Regions from separate parts of the Anas platyrhynchos genome. Here region 1 is linked to region 2. Evidence: chromatin contacts called from public Hi-C data. All regions are on one chromosome and are shown on one strand. The core of a region is the stretch at or near the end of the contact, and the rest is flanking DNA. Distances in the headings are between cores, read along the strand shown.

What was found. Hi-C and Micro-C count contacts between places; a contact is called where the count stands out from the background.
Region 1: a Hi-C map of subcutaneous adipose tissue shows a contact between it and region 2, with 1.6 times the contacts expected there. The contact joins the promoter of KCNE1 here to the enhancer-like site in region 2. A contact is called at or near these places in 2 of 8 Hi-C or Micro-C datasets (liver and subcutaneous adipose tissue).

What each region holds. Positions count from the first base shown.
Region 1 is chr1:111,355,559-111,363,105 of IASCAAS_PekinDuck_T2T, forward strand. It overlaps KCNE1 (potassium voltage-gated channel subfamily E regulatory subunit 1), which reads right to left and starts at 5,078. Exons shown (of 2, transcript XM_038173395.2): 1 at 4,541-5,078.
Region 2 is chr1:111,144,585-111,151,051 of IASCAAS_PekinDuck_T2T, forward strand. The region is part of intron 2 of MRPS6 (mitochondrial ribosomal protein S6); the gene reads left to right. Among named protein-coding and RNA genes, the nearest start is that of MRPS6, 38 kb to the left of the region's middle. Within about 2 kb of position 3,912, at least 2 of the 8 cell types and tissues checked have an H3K27ac peak or open chromatin away from gene starts, as enhancers often do.

The DNA of each region.
Region 1 (7,547 bases), core at 3,828-6,327, 210 kb after region 2:
TGTGGCTATCAGCTCCAGCAGGACCCATGTGGCAGTTCCCACTCCTTTCCAAAGACAGCAGTTTGGGCAATCTGCACCTTGTCCTTGCTTGGTGCCAGACAAACACCTGGATACAACTCAACAGCCACAGGCACGCTGGCATCCAGCAGCAGGGCGAGTTGCTTACCAAATATTTCATTCCTTTTCTTTTTAAACAGACTGTGAATAATTTTTTCCACAAATAGATTGAGTCTGGTAAATAAAAAACAGAGTTTTATTTTTTTTTTTTATTACCCACCAGGCTCCCCTACAAATGCTCAGTCCTATGAAAAGATGTTTTAAAAATGCTGTTTGCATGGGTGAAAACACCATTTATATAGGGGCTCTCTGTTTCCCTCTGCATCTTTGAGACAGAAAACAACAAACCCCATGTAATTCCTCTGTAGAATTTGCTCACTTTTGCCTCCCTCAGAATATTTGCTCATTAAAACACTGGACTGGGTCTGTGGCCCTCTGAAGGGTTTCCAAGTCAATCTTAGCATGTTGTCCAAACCCATCCAAAGTCGCAATTTAAAAAAAAAAAAAAAAAAAAAAAAAAAAAAAAAAAAGAAAATTAAAAAGGTTAGTTGCTGCCTCACTTCCTCGCTTGTGCTGGCCTTGCTCAAGGTGCTCAGGTGCCCCAGCAGGGGCTCACATCCCCCCTGGGACCAGCCCGCAGCATGTTGGTGCCCTGCTGCTGCCAACCTGCAGAAAAGGAGTGTGCCTGTCTGACCCCACATACATGGTACAAGGTCTTAAGGGTGTGGGAAGCCCTAGATGAGTCTCTCCTTGCACAAAAAAGGGGAAAAAGAAAGCCATTTTCCTCCTTTTGTGCAATGAATCTAAGAAGTCTTGGAGCTGTGCAGGCACAGCCCAGGCAGCCTGCGGGGTGCTGCCCTGGGTAGTGGGTGATCTCCTTGGGAAGCCACCAGGCAAGGCTGGGCACCTCAGGATCCAGTGCCCAGCTGGGTGACAGCTTTGGTTGGGATCATAGCCCCAGAAGCCCTTCTTTTCTCAACCACTGTCAAGGAAGGGCAGGGGGAGAGCAGGAAGGTCCCAGGTGCAGCCAGGAGGAGCCATGTGTGCAAGAGGCTCTCCACATCTTCTTCCTCGGGTTGTCTGCCTGGGATGAGGTTCCTGTTTGCTGTGTAGGCATAAAGAAAGTGAAGCTACACACATCTTTCAAAATAAAGGATCAATCCGAGCAAAGTACAGCTAAATAGCACTTCGGGCGTTTTGAGGGAGGATTTAAAGATGCTGTCTGAAGTTCTCACTTACACCAGGTAGAAGTACAAAAGCTATATACTCATAAAAAATAAAGCATTATGAGCAAAGTGTCCATAAAACGGCGCAGTAGAAAAGCACCTCAGACCTCCACACTTTGATGCTGGTGTCATGCTAACACTACTTAGCGAGCAGAAAATACTGTAAACTTTCTCCTCCTTTGTAGTGCACAGAAGTCAAAATTCATGTCAGATTTCGTTAAGAAAGAAAAAAGGCACGTCTCTGAAGAGTGTGCACATATCCAGTGAAGGCTTCAGGACATACCAAGTAGAAATGAGAGCAGATGACTGGACAGGGGACATCACTGCTTATCCCACCTTCTGGTAGGGTCAGGAAAAAAAACTGGCAAACCACAATCCTGGCTCAATCAGGTGGCAAAACCCAAAGGTTACACTCTGGACCCCCCAGTATTCAAAAGTCCAGTCATTAATCACAGAATCACAGAATTTCTAGGTTGGAAGAGACCTCAAGATCATCGGATCTCCAAGCAAAGCCAGTCTTGCACACCCAAATGCCTGTGGGCAGAGGAGGGTTTGTATTGGCAGCGATCCACGAGGAAGGATTTTTGGAAGCCACAACAGAATCCCTGCATTGTTGGAGCCTTATTCTTCCTCCTGATGTTTGAAGTATTGAAAACCTGACAGGTTTGCATTGTTCTCCTTCGATGCTCTTGAACCTTTGGCTTTTCCTCCTCTGAATCCAGCCACCTCAAGGTGCATTTTATACCCATGCTTTTATCAACAGGTCTCCCCGTACACCAAAAAGCAGAGATGTTTTATGCTCAGAAACCAGTTTTGCTGTCAGCACTGCCAGCAGAAAGCAAGATCAAAGATCCTCTAATGGTACAGAAAGAAATAGCTGTTCAAACGCCCCTTCCAATCTCACAAGAATTTGCACTAAATTGCTAGGTTAAGGTCGTGAGAGGAGGCTCCTCCATGTGCTAGGAAAGGCATTCTCAAAAATGCACTCGTTCAGAGAAGGAGCCAGGTCATGGGGGAAGGGAAACCTTGCATCCTGAGAAGCAAAAAAGCAAAATACCTTTCCAGTCATTTAGATAAAATAATCGAAGCTATGTCCTCACACATGCCACCCACCGCTCCCTGCACTTGCAGGTAATGTAAGGCCCAGCGTTGCCTGCATTATCAAGGAAGGCTTTCAAAGGCAGAGCTATTCCAGACTCTTTTTTTCTTCTCTTATCCTTTTAAAGAAGAAGTGTGTTTTGCAGCAGGTATAGATAAGCTTTTCCGCAGAAGCAGGCACACAGATCTCCCCGCTGTGGTCTTTTTTTCTCCCTTGAGCAAACAGCAGATGTGGGCAGTGTGAACACACTGCTGCCCTTCAGGAGCCCCAAGATGCTTTCTGTTTCTGGTTCACTGACCCATAGCTGGCCACATTTTCTCCAGCTGTGCCCTGGCAGCCTATCCGAGGTCTTCACCAGAAGCAGAAAGGTAGAAGAGCCTCGTGAAGGCGGCTGGTGGTTTGCAAGAGAAGTGTCCCCGATGCAAGCACAGACATGGGGCTCCCCCCATGCCATGAGGTGAGAGGGAAGGGGGAGCTCGATGTGGGTGTGGTGAGCAAGCAAACTGCCTGCTGCTGAGCACCTCTGCGGTTCAAGGAGGAAAGCTTTTGATATTTGCAACCTAAACCAGACAAAGCAAGCATGAACCACAACACCCAGTTTTTCTTTGATTGGAAGGATCCCACCTAGCCCTGAATATCAGGTAGCTGTTTGGGCTATGCAACAACTTGTTTGTAGCTTTATAATCCAAAGAGTAAATCATTCTTTGGTTAGCACATGAACATATGTAGGATATCTTTCTTCTGTGATCACAACCAAGTAGAAGGAAATAAAAGTCCTGGGGCTTGGGAACAGAAAGTACAGAAAAGGCAACATGAGAGTGGTGTTGCTCCACCTGGAGCACTTTCTGCCAGGTTCCTCTTCACTTTGCCACACATTTCACAGGAGAAAAGCAAAAGGGTGTGGGCTGACTCAGAAGACATGAACATCTGACAGGGCACACAGCATCTCAAATGCCTTGAAGTAAAGGCCAGCTGTGAATCATTTCTTCCAGGAAACATTGACCAGCTCCTACGAACAGCCATAACTGGTCATTTCTTTTAACCCGGTATTTTGCCTTACAGCGGTCAGGGCAGGCATTTAGGGAAAATTGGTAAGAAACTGGTGTCAAGCTATGCATCCCTTGGTACAGCCCCTCAGCTGCAGCAGGCACTCCTTGCACAGAGCCACACGCTGTTAGATGATCCCCTGCCTCTTGCTGAAATTAGAAACAATAGCGACCTGCACAAACTAAGAACACAATAAAAAAAAATAAAATAAATAAAAAAAAGAAATATGCACATTTCCCTAACTACAATGTCTGTGGGAAAACAAACACAGAGGTAGCATTGACTAGGCATACTTCTGTTGGGACATTTCAGCTTTGTGCTGAGCGTGCTGATGCAGTAAGTGCAGTGCCTCTGGACCACAATGGCATTGCAAACAAAACGATGGAGACCACAAATTTTTCTAGGACTGCAACACTACTGCAGCATGTGTTGGGCCACAGCGTCTTACACAGTGCCCGTCCCTGCCATACCCAGTGGTGTTAACACAGCTGCTGACATTTTGTTCTCTGGTCTGGAGGAAAAGCACAGCATCGCAGGATCATCTAGGCTGGAAAAGACCTGCCAGATCACCAAAATTTTCACCATCCTACCAGACCATGTCTCTAAGTGCCATGTCCACACACCTTCTAAATACCTCCAGGGATGGGGACTCCAGCATTTCTGAGGGCAGCTCGTTCCAATGCTTGACCACCCTCCTTGGGAAGAGATCCTTCCCGATCTCCAACCTAAACCTCCCCAGCACAGTATGAGACCCTTTCCTTGTGTCTCATCACTTTTCACCCGAGAAAAAAAGAGACCAACAGCCCCCTTGCTGCAGCCTCCTTTCAGGTAGCTGTAAAGAAGCTGCAGGACTGATGGACACAAAATCCTGACTTTACCAAAATCACCAACTAGTTCTCCTCCATTTCAAATAAAATCATCTCTTGGTTATTCCCTACCTGGAGTGAGCCTCCCCAGCTCCCCGTGGATGCAGGAACGCAGGTCAATGATGCGTGGGGGTTAGGAGCTGGCTGTGCTGGCGTGGGATGGAAGGAGCCTACCTGCAAGCATAACTAAACTTGCCATGGGCCCACGTTATGCAAATGCACTTTGTCAGCACTTAACTCCTTACCTCAGAGCAGGGCCTGCAATACAGGGTGAGGAGGAGAGCAGCGAAATGAAGCTCAATGCAAACTTCACCGCTCTGTTCTTCGAGGCAACTCCTTCTCTTCCTTTCCTATATCAGCACCGCGGGTTTTAATTGCAACTTCCTCATTGCAGGGACCTCATCTTTCAGTTACCTAGAAAACCTCTCATAGAGTTTGGGCACGATATACTTGGAAGCAATGATGATAATTAATCTGTCTTGAGGTTACCGTCCCTCTTCAGCGCGTTTAATGAATGACAGAGATGGAGCTCCCAAGAAGTGCCAGAGGCTGCAGCTCCACCTAATGACATTGCTGAAAGCAAACCTCGAATGCGTGCGGAAAGAGATTAATTGTGGTAGATATGCTGTCAGCGCTGCACTCCAACTTTTATTGCCGGCGATCAGGAGATGTGAGCCTGAGGCTGCTGAAAAAGGCAGAAATGAAGAACACGAAAACCAACAGTCCGCGTGGTTAGTGGTCAAAGGCAGCGATGGGGGAGCGATACTGAAACATAGCCCAAGAGTTTCGTGCCAGTCCCCTGAAATAAATGGCCTGATGAATCTCAATATCTACACCATCAGCCTTAAAAGCCAGCCCCTTAGCATGTTGGCCTGGTTTTTCGTTAGTTTTGGCTTTGTGTGTGCATGCACATGTGTGTAGTTGGGGTTTTATTTTGGTTAGTTTTTGTTTTGTGCAGACATAAAAGAAAGAGGGAGGCAGAAGCGCACCAGCAGTGCCGGTTCAGCAGAAGGACGCGGGTTCCCAAAGTGGTTTGTGCACGGGACGGGCTGACAGTCGTGATTACAAAAGGCATACCCACATAACCTGGTGGCTTCCTAATGGCCATGAAACATTTTTACTCCACACCACTGGCTCCTGGACTGGCAAGAAAGCAAAAATTCGCTTCCACTGCCGTTCCTGAGGAGGGTCCTTGTTAGACCGTAGCGGTCCTGCTTCCCCCATCCACACAACTTCCACCCCTAAGAAGTTTCAGTGCACCCAGCTCAAACACACATGCAGAGAGCAGAAATTTTGTGCCTCCAGAAGGGTGGCTGGCTTGTTGTTGGAGCTGCTGAATGAAGGGCACTGCCTGCCCCTGCTCCTCTCCTGCCCTGGGGTTTGTGTCTGCATTTATACACTCACGCTTTAATTGTGCATATGTGGGCATTTTCTCCACACACTGCATATTTGCGTTACTTCAGGCATTTCTTTCTTTCCCTCCTAAGCAAACAAGCCTGCTCGGTTTTTTTGAATTCCCTCCCACTTGTAACAATAGGCTAGACACGAGCGAAACTGTCCCTCCTTAATTCAGGCTGTCACACATTCCTCTTGCTTTAAATAAGGGACTATTGCTAAGCTCATAATTTCCATTCTTTCTCAGCCAGCGGTGGGGCTGAAGACCTCTGCTTCTGACCTGGGGCTGGCAGAAGTGACTTCAGCTGCTCACGCCTTTTGTGGCACCTGGGAAAAGCAGTGCTCAGCCACAGCCTGGGGAGAGCATCACCTCAACAAACGGTGAGGTGACTTTAACCAAAACGGTTGTAAAAGGGATGGGGTTCATTAAATCCTCCTGGTTGAGCATGTACCTTCTTGTTATTGAACAGCAAATGTCCCCAGAATAGGTACTGTCATTAAATGAAAAGAATATAGCTAAAAATAAAGCTCAGATCTAGACCAAACTGCTTTGGAAGACACAAACTTACTTCCTTTACTGAAATCCCAAAGTGCTACGCAACACAAGGGTTTTGAAAAAGCCACCATGGCAGTGGAGCCCAGGGTGGGAGCTGTTGGCTTGTTGCTTCCCGTCGAGCCATGGCAAGCAGCAGCCCACAGAGCCTTGTGAGGTACATCCCAGCCCTGCGAAGCCTGATCCTAAACCCCAGTCATGAAGATGCTCAGATGTGAGATGTCAAATGCTCCGTCCTGCTAAGGTGTGCCACGTGCCAAGCAGCAGGCCCGTTTTATTTAGAAATGTAGCTATAGCAAACATGTTCCCCAAGCCGTGGCTTTACTTGACCGTGCCATTCATAACGCAGTGACTAACAGATTTACTAATTTTAAGCCTACTTTGTTTGTTCCGCACCAGGAAATGGAAAATGTGAATTCCTGTTGTTCAGCTCCTGCACCAGATATAGTACATCATTCCCTTCGTTTGGAAAGTTTTGTTTCCAAACACTGTCCATTACTCAAACTGTATTAATGCAGCAAACGTACCATCCAAATAGTTTCCAGTAGATCTCACCGAGAGGATATTGTTTTTTCTGGTGTTATGACCAGCGACACTCATGTCAAAAAGCTCCAGCTAGTGCCACCTTTTTACCCTAAATGTTTAAAAAATAAATAAATAAAGTGAGGTTCTTGTTTGTGCAGAACTATAACCACAAATGATTCACTACCTGCAAGTGTCGTATGCACATCCTGGTCAGTGAGGACCTCCAGAAACTATTCAAAAGCTTTAGCGTCTTACTCTTGGGTACTTTTCCTGAACCACAAGTCTTTGTTCTGAGTATTGTAGTGCATCACAGGCTGAGTCCCCAGCTGCCTGAGCTTCTGCCCCTTGCCACAACACCCCTGCCACTGCTCCTCACATCCTTTGGGAGCCCGTATCCCTCCTGGCTGGCACCAGAAGCAGCAGGGCTCACCAAGTGGTGCTGGGAGGAGAAAAATGTTTGCTGGGCATTGCCCCTTGCCTGGCTGTTTTTAGCTGCTTACTCATGTTGCAGCAGCGGGAATAATGAGGGGCTTGCCATGACCACAGCCGGGAGGTGGATGAATACTTGAATCCTTGTCATAGTTGATGCAGATGCTGTCTGGTTGCAACTCTCCTCTACTTAGCTCTGCTCTAGCAAAGTGTGTCTTTAACATCTTTAGTGTTTCGTAGCATAAAACCAATAATTTTGTTTACTCTATCACACCTGATTTCATCTTAATGCTACATCGCCGGCTCAAGACTCGCTCAGGTTTCTGTAGAAGAGGGACATTTTCCTATGG
Region 2 (6,467 bases), core at 2,662-5,161:
GCAGAGTGGAGGAGCCGCGGCCTTCTCCCCCGACCGCCCGCGCTGGCGTTTTGTTGCTCCTTGAGGCTGCCTCCGAAATGGAAATGGATGCTGGCTCTCCATGAGGGCTGAGAAATGTTGCTAAGCAACCCGTGCTGCGCCGGGGCTGCCTGCCGTAATCAAAATAACAATTAGCCGACCGCTTCTCCTCATCCCTGTAGCACAACTGGGCATAAGTGGACCTGCTGCCTTCCTGTTCAGGCCTTCTGGTGCCTGCCGGCATGAGGTGGCTCTGCGGAGCGCCTTTTAGGAAGCCCTTGGTAGGTTGTCTCCTGAGGGTATCTCACAGCTTCGCTCCCTTTGCTGAAGACCCCTTCCTTCTCCTGCAAAGTGGGAGCTGGCAGCTTGAGCAGACAGTAAGTGGAGGGGAGGGAATCTCCATGGTGTGCCTGTTGCTTACCCAAAAGCAACAGCGATGTGGCCACAGTTGTCTTCTGCTCCTGCTTGCTCCTTAGTGTCTGTGATTGCCTTCGAAACATGGCTTGATCCTGATAGTTTTGCATTTTAGGATGAAGTCTTGTTGTCTGCATGTGGGAGCTAATCAAAGCCTTGCCTCAAGACAGAATGATTCATTACCTCATCCATCCAACATTAAATTATTTTCAGGCTGATTCAGCAGGAGAAGAAGTTGGTGTAACTCTGGTACTACAGGTGGAGACCAAAGGCAGAGAGACTGGATTCCACTGATTTGGGATCCTTAAGTTGAGACTTAGTTTCTAGTTTCTTTTTTTCTACAGCACTGAGCCCTCTGAAACACTTCACCGCTTTGGATCACAGTTTCCGCTTGGCTTGGGTGGCAATACTCCACCGTCAGGGCTTGGGTTCTTCAGCAGGGAAAAGAGAAAAGGAGAAAACCATAACCAGATGTCACACGAATTATGTAGAGGTGAATACAAGCCTTTTCTTGAGGGTATCTTTAAGGCATGTAGGCTAGCTAAACTCATTTATTACAACAGGTTACCTGTTTAATAAGCAGGAGGAGGGGATCAGTAGACTATAATAACCCTCTTTGCAGAGCTGAGAGGAGACACATTTTGTTTTCTGCTTGAGGTGTGGTTTTAGTGACAAATAATTGCCATCATGTTTTGAAACATGGGCACGAAGCCATCAGATTTATGTCACCATAACTGTTGTTTCTCCACCTCCCAGTTCAAGTGTCTCTAAATTAATTTAGCAGTTGTTCTGCTTGCCCTGGATTTGGATCCTCTGTATATGAATATGGCAGTTCCCTGCTCTAAATTGTTTGACTTCCTAAAAGGAAGCGATTAAAAGTAGGTACTACAGGAAAGGATAAGGTTGTTGTTCAGAGAGTTCAAATTCAGGAGAAACCAGATATTGCAATGGGAAGCAGCAGGCAGTTTCAGTACCTGGTAATGTGGGGAATGCATTTGTGTAGATATGCCAGAGAGGCTGCAGTTTGATGTACAGCTATGGTGGATTCCTGATCTGATATTTTATAAGGTCCAGAGAGTAACTTGCTCAGAATATTAAACAATCTAGGAATGGGGAGTGAAAAGTCAGTTCTTTATCCACCTCATAAAATCAGTCAGTTCTGTTTTACAACATCTGTTAAAGTAATCTCTTTTTTAACAGGACAATGTTAAAAAAGAAAGGGGAAAAAAAAGCTCTTCAAGATGGTTCAGTAAGTGCACTCACTAAAAAATCCTAACATCTTCTCTCCTTCATAATGAATTTTTAATTCTGCCTGTCTCTCCTTCAGTACCGAGGTGGTGTATTAAACAGTATAGTCTCTCACCTTTTCCTCATTCTGGGCTTTTTCTGAAATAACTTAAAGGGCTTCAGTGAGAGTGCAAATGAGGCTGTGTGTATGGGGAGAGTGGCGAACCTTTCAGAGCTTTTCATTTTGGGGGGTTGGACTTGTTTGTTTTCTTAGTTTGGTGATTCTCAGCAGAGCTTTGGCTAGTTTATTTTCTGAGAACGTGGAGACGCTTGTGGGCTTAGGTTGCACGCTGAATCCATTACTTCCTTTGACCTCCCGGCTGGTTTTCCTGTGTGAAAATTAGGGCAGTACAATATTCATAGCATAGGTCACAGCTTAATGGAGTGCATCTCTTAGAGACAGCTCTTGCCCTAGCGATCGCTACTCGAACCATCTTCCTGTCACTCAGAATGGCACCGAGTCCCCTCAGCTGCATGGGAAAACAAAGTGTTTTTCCTAAACAGCCTGCTTCCTTTACAAATGCCCAGGGTTATCTCGGCTGTTCCCCTTACCTTGACTCAAGGGCCATCAGCCTGGCACTGCCAGCTGCTCACAGCTCTGCTGAGACGTGCTCTGTGGCATGTGTAGTATCATCCCTCTCCCAGCCTTTTGCTATGCATCTTTTCATTTAGTTAATTCTATCTGCAGTTCAAGCCTTTACATGCAGTGTATCATAACACCGAGTGACTGACAGAGAAAGAGGTGCAGTACACACAGCAAACCTGCCACTGGGCTCCACCAGGTTTTTTGTAGTGTATTTAGTAAATAGGAAGGAATTAACCTAGAAAACGCATAGTTGTAGGTCCACGAGCAGGTACTTTGTATCCTCAATACATATTATTTTCTTCTGAGTTCTGCAGTGCTTTCAGCATCATCTGTCTCAGCTATACAGTGTTACAGGCACATTACAAATTTACGAGTATCCAGGACACTTTGCAGATCAATTGGCAGCAAAATTCTCGTTCTCTGTAAAGCTGAGATTTTTCAAAGGCTGCCATAGGGGATTGTGGCCCACAGCTGTCACTGGGATGAACAGTTTTACTCCACCAGCAGCTTTGCAGACCTCGGATCACATGTATAATTGACTTGTTTCTTCTCTGGAGATGGTATTCACTGAGCAGGTGATGCATATGCATTGAGAGTGTATTAAAACAAATTTAGGTCTTTCTCTTAAATGCATCTTTCTTTTGACAGAAAACACCTTCCTTTTTTAGAGACCTAATGTTGACAGGCTTTGAATTTAGATAATTATGAAAATAGTATGTTTCAAGAACCGTATGGGTACATCTGAAGAACAAAACTTTTAAATTGTTAGTGTACTGATATTTTAAACTGAAGTCAAAGTAGCTGCTAACTCACAGTACTAATTGCTGTAGCAGAATGTTGTTTTGGCTTCAAAGTATTTAAGAGCATGATTCAAGTACATTCTGTAGCATATCACAAAATTGTAACAAATACAAAGTCACCTTATGGATGAATGAAATGTGACACATTGGTTCCAGCGTGGGTTAGGTATGGAAGTGTACTTGGGGCACTGAGCCTGAGCGACTTGCCCGTGGCAGTCACATCTCTGGAAAAAAACAGCTGAGGAATGTAAGTAAGGATTCCTGGCTGTATCTCCTAATGGGCAATAGATTTGTGCCAAATATTTGTTCTGCTAGCCGCTACTTGTTTCTACTTGTTTATCATTTTTAATGAGGTGTACTGAAGTTGCTTTTAACACTGGCACATTTTTTTAATACTGTATCACACGTATCAGGAGGTGCTTATTTCTGGAATAAACAAAAGTGAACTGATTTAAATAAGGTGTGTATTAGGATATGAATTCAAGGAATGTTAAACTTTGAGTTTGTTTGTTGTTTAAAATGATACAGAAGCAACAAATCCCTCAAAGCTGCTTTCAAATAAAGGGTCTAGACCAGGGCTGGGGGATGACATTGCCGAGCCATTGCTGCATATTTGGTCAGCGCTGAACTGGAGGATATTGCAACTGCTCGTAAAATGATAGATCTCAGTGGCACAGTCTGTGGGTTTGCACTTTGTGGCATACCTGTTTTCTTTGGCCTTGCCAGGCTGTGCCTTAATCATACGCTTGTGGCACTTCGTCCTTCAAGGCATCGGACCGAGGAGCTGGTCTGGGGGAGGCGGTTGGTATGCTGGATATTTTTGCTTTAGGGGAGCTGCTACAACAGAGGCTGCAAAACAGATCTTAAAAAAATGATTCAGGCACTCCTTTGGGAAGGTAGTGGCTCAAACTTTTTGCAGACCAGGTTTCTGTTAAACTGGAAGGGGATAGGACAGGGACTCTGGGGAGAAGAATGTGGTCGAGTGTAATTGGGGTTTGATTATTGCCTTCCATTTGATATCCTGGTATCCACTAGAGATTTGTTGTAAGAGTTAGTGTGTTTTTTTTTTTTAGTTTGTTTTTGTTGTGCATCAGCCTGCTCAGTGCTCAGATTTAGTACCATTTCATAAATCAGCACAGCACCGTGGTCTTCCCCTTCCACTTTGTTCTGTGTATGCGTGTGCTTTTCCCTGCTTAATCTACCTGTAACATGGTAATGTTTTTAGACCTATCTCCCTGGTTGTTCCTAACAATTTCCATTGCCTTGTTTTCTTTTTCTCTTTTAAACTTTGATTTTTGAGAAGACAACAATGTTCTTTTGTTATCTGCTTGCTTGTCTCTTAATCTTTTTGTTTTGCTGTTCACTCTGTTATCTCATCAACCCACTTATTCTCTGAAATAGCAAGCTCAGGTCTTACTTCTGTACGTGCTGAGTTGTATTTTGGGAGCTTACCTTAACAAGTGTATGGGGAATTTTCAGTCTGAGGTGTGCAAGGATCCTAGTGATTGCTGGGATCTGTGAAGTAGCACGGAAAGTGTATATATAAATGTATGTACCTGCAGCATCTGACCAGAGCAGACATCAGGAAATTAAAGTTACAATTTGAGTTGCAAGGTGGGTATGTTTGTGTGACAGTGGGAAAACTGCAAGGCCCCAAAAATGAGATGCTTTCCTAAGGATGCATGAGGTTTTTAGGCTCTGCAGTGCTGTGATTGCTCCCCAGGAACTGGGAGCAGCTCACCAGGCTTCAGTACCAGCATCCCCTCCGCAATGGTGAGGAAGGCTACACGCCTCCCACAGGCTGTCCTGGCCTTCCCACAGCTCACTCCCAGCTTCTCTTGGTGGTTTAGGGTCTGAAGCAGTTTCCCCTCCTGTGGAAGCACCTTGTGTTTTGCCTCTATTATATGGCACCTGACTTAATGGTCATTGCCAAAGCACGGGCTCAGGAAAGGAGCATGAGTCTACCTAATTTCTTTGTGCCTCAGTGGCCTAATACACAAGAAATAAGTAGTTATTAAGATGAGTATTTCAGTAATGGAACATAATGCTCTTTAGGAGATCTGAACATATCTGTGTAAATTATGTCACATGCTCAAACTTTGACTCTTTCCATAAAGTATCTAGGTTTCAGAACTAACACAACTTCATTTTAAACAAGCAGCTTGTGGCAGAGTAATATTCTTTGAGGACAAGAGATGTTAAATTGTCATCCAGTAACCCATGCTGTCAGGATGCAGTTTTACGAGTAAAATAATAGTTACCCATCAGAGTCATTCTCAGGAGTGTTCTCAACTTTCAACACACTATCTCTTCCCCAATAAAATACAAGCTATCATGTAGCTGAAGGACTTCATCCTGCAGATAATACACCAACATGTGTAGCTTCCCTCAGGTAGGCTCACTTGATTTTCATGGCTCCTGAAGGCCAAACAGGGGCAAAGAAAAACAGAGGCAGGAAGATGCAAACTTTCCTTCTTTAACACTGCCAGCCTAAATTTATGGTTAGTGCACAACCTAAGTGTGATTTTTGTTCAGATTTTAGAACATTTTAATGTGTTTCAGCAAAAAGGAGTTCGGGATCTGTGATGTACTGGGATGAGAACAGACACAGTTTGAATGTTTGAGTATGAGGCATGTTTGTAGCATTTTCTACTAAATTGATTGTCTTCTTCCACTAGATGGGGCTTTCTCCATTGATGAGTTGAACCATTACTTTTCCTTCAAATGCTTTTGTCCACATTCATGTATAAATGTGCATCTACCTTGGGTACCAGAGCCCTGAAATGTTGAGTTGTTTTTTTTTTTTTTTTTTTTTTTCCCCTCACCTTATCATTGAGGGTGCGATTTGCAGTTTTGAAGCTTTTTAGCAGGAATGGCACAGTACAGTAGTTTGTGATGCTGAGGTGCCAGCATCAATTTCTGGTGCGGTAAATTCTGTAGCATCTTTATGCAAGCATGGTGATTAAATGTGATGGCTGCACTAAATAGTGGTCTTGGTCAGGTGGGAAGCAGTCACTTTTTTTTTTTTTTAAACTCTGAATTAATACTTGCTGTGTAACTGCAGCTGTGCTCATAACAAATTTGCAGACATCTCAAATGCTGCCCAGAGAGCGTGACTTGTCAAACACTCCGAGTAGGTCAGGCTTGTTTCTCTTTTGCAGTGAAACAGAATTTTTCTGCAACGCTGCAGAATGTCTTTCTGTTATTTAATTAGCTTAATAACAGGCGTCTGGGTATAGAATTTGGCAAATGAAATTTCTGAAGAATGTGCACAGTTTTTAAAAAAAACAAAACAATAACAACAACAACAAAAAGTATTTTTTTTTCTCCCCAGTATTGGTTCATTGTGGATTATTTGTGTC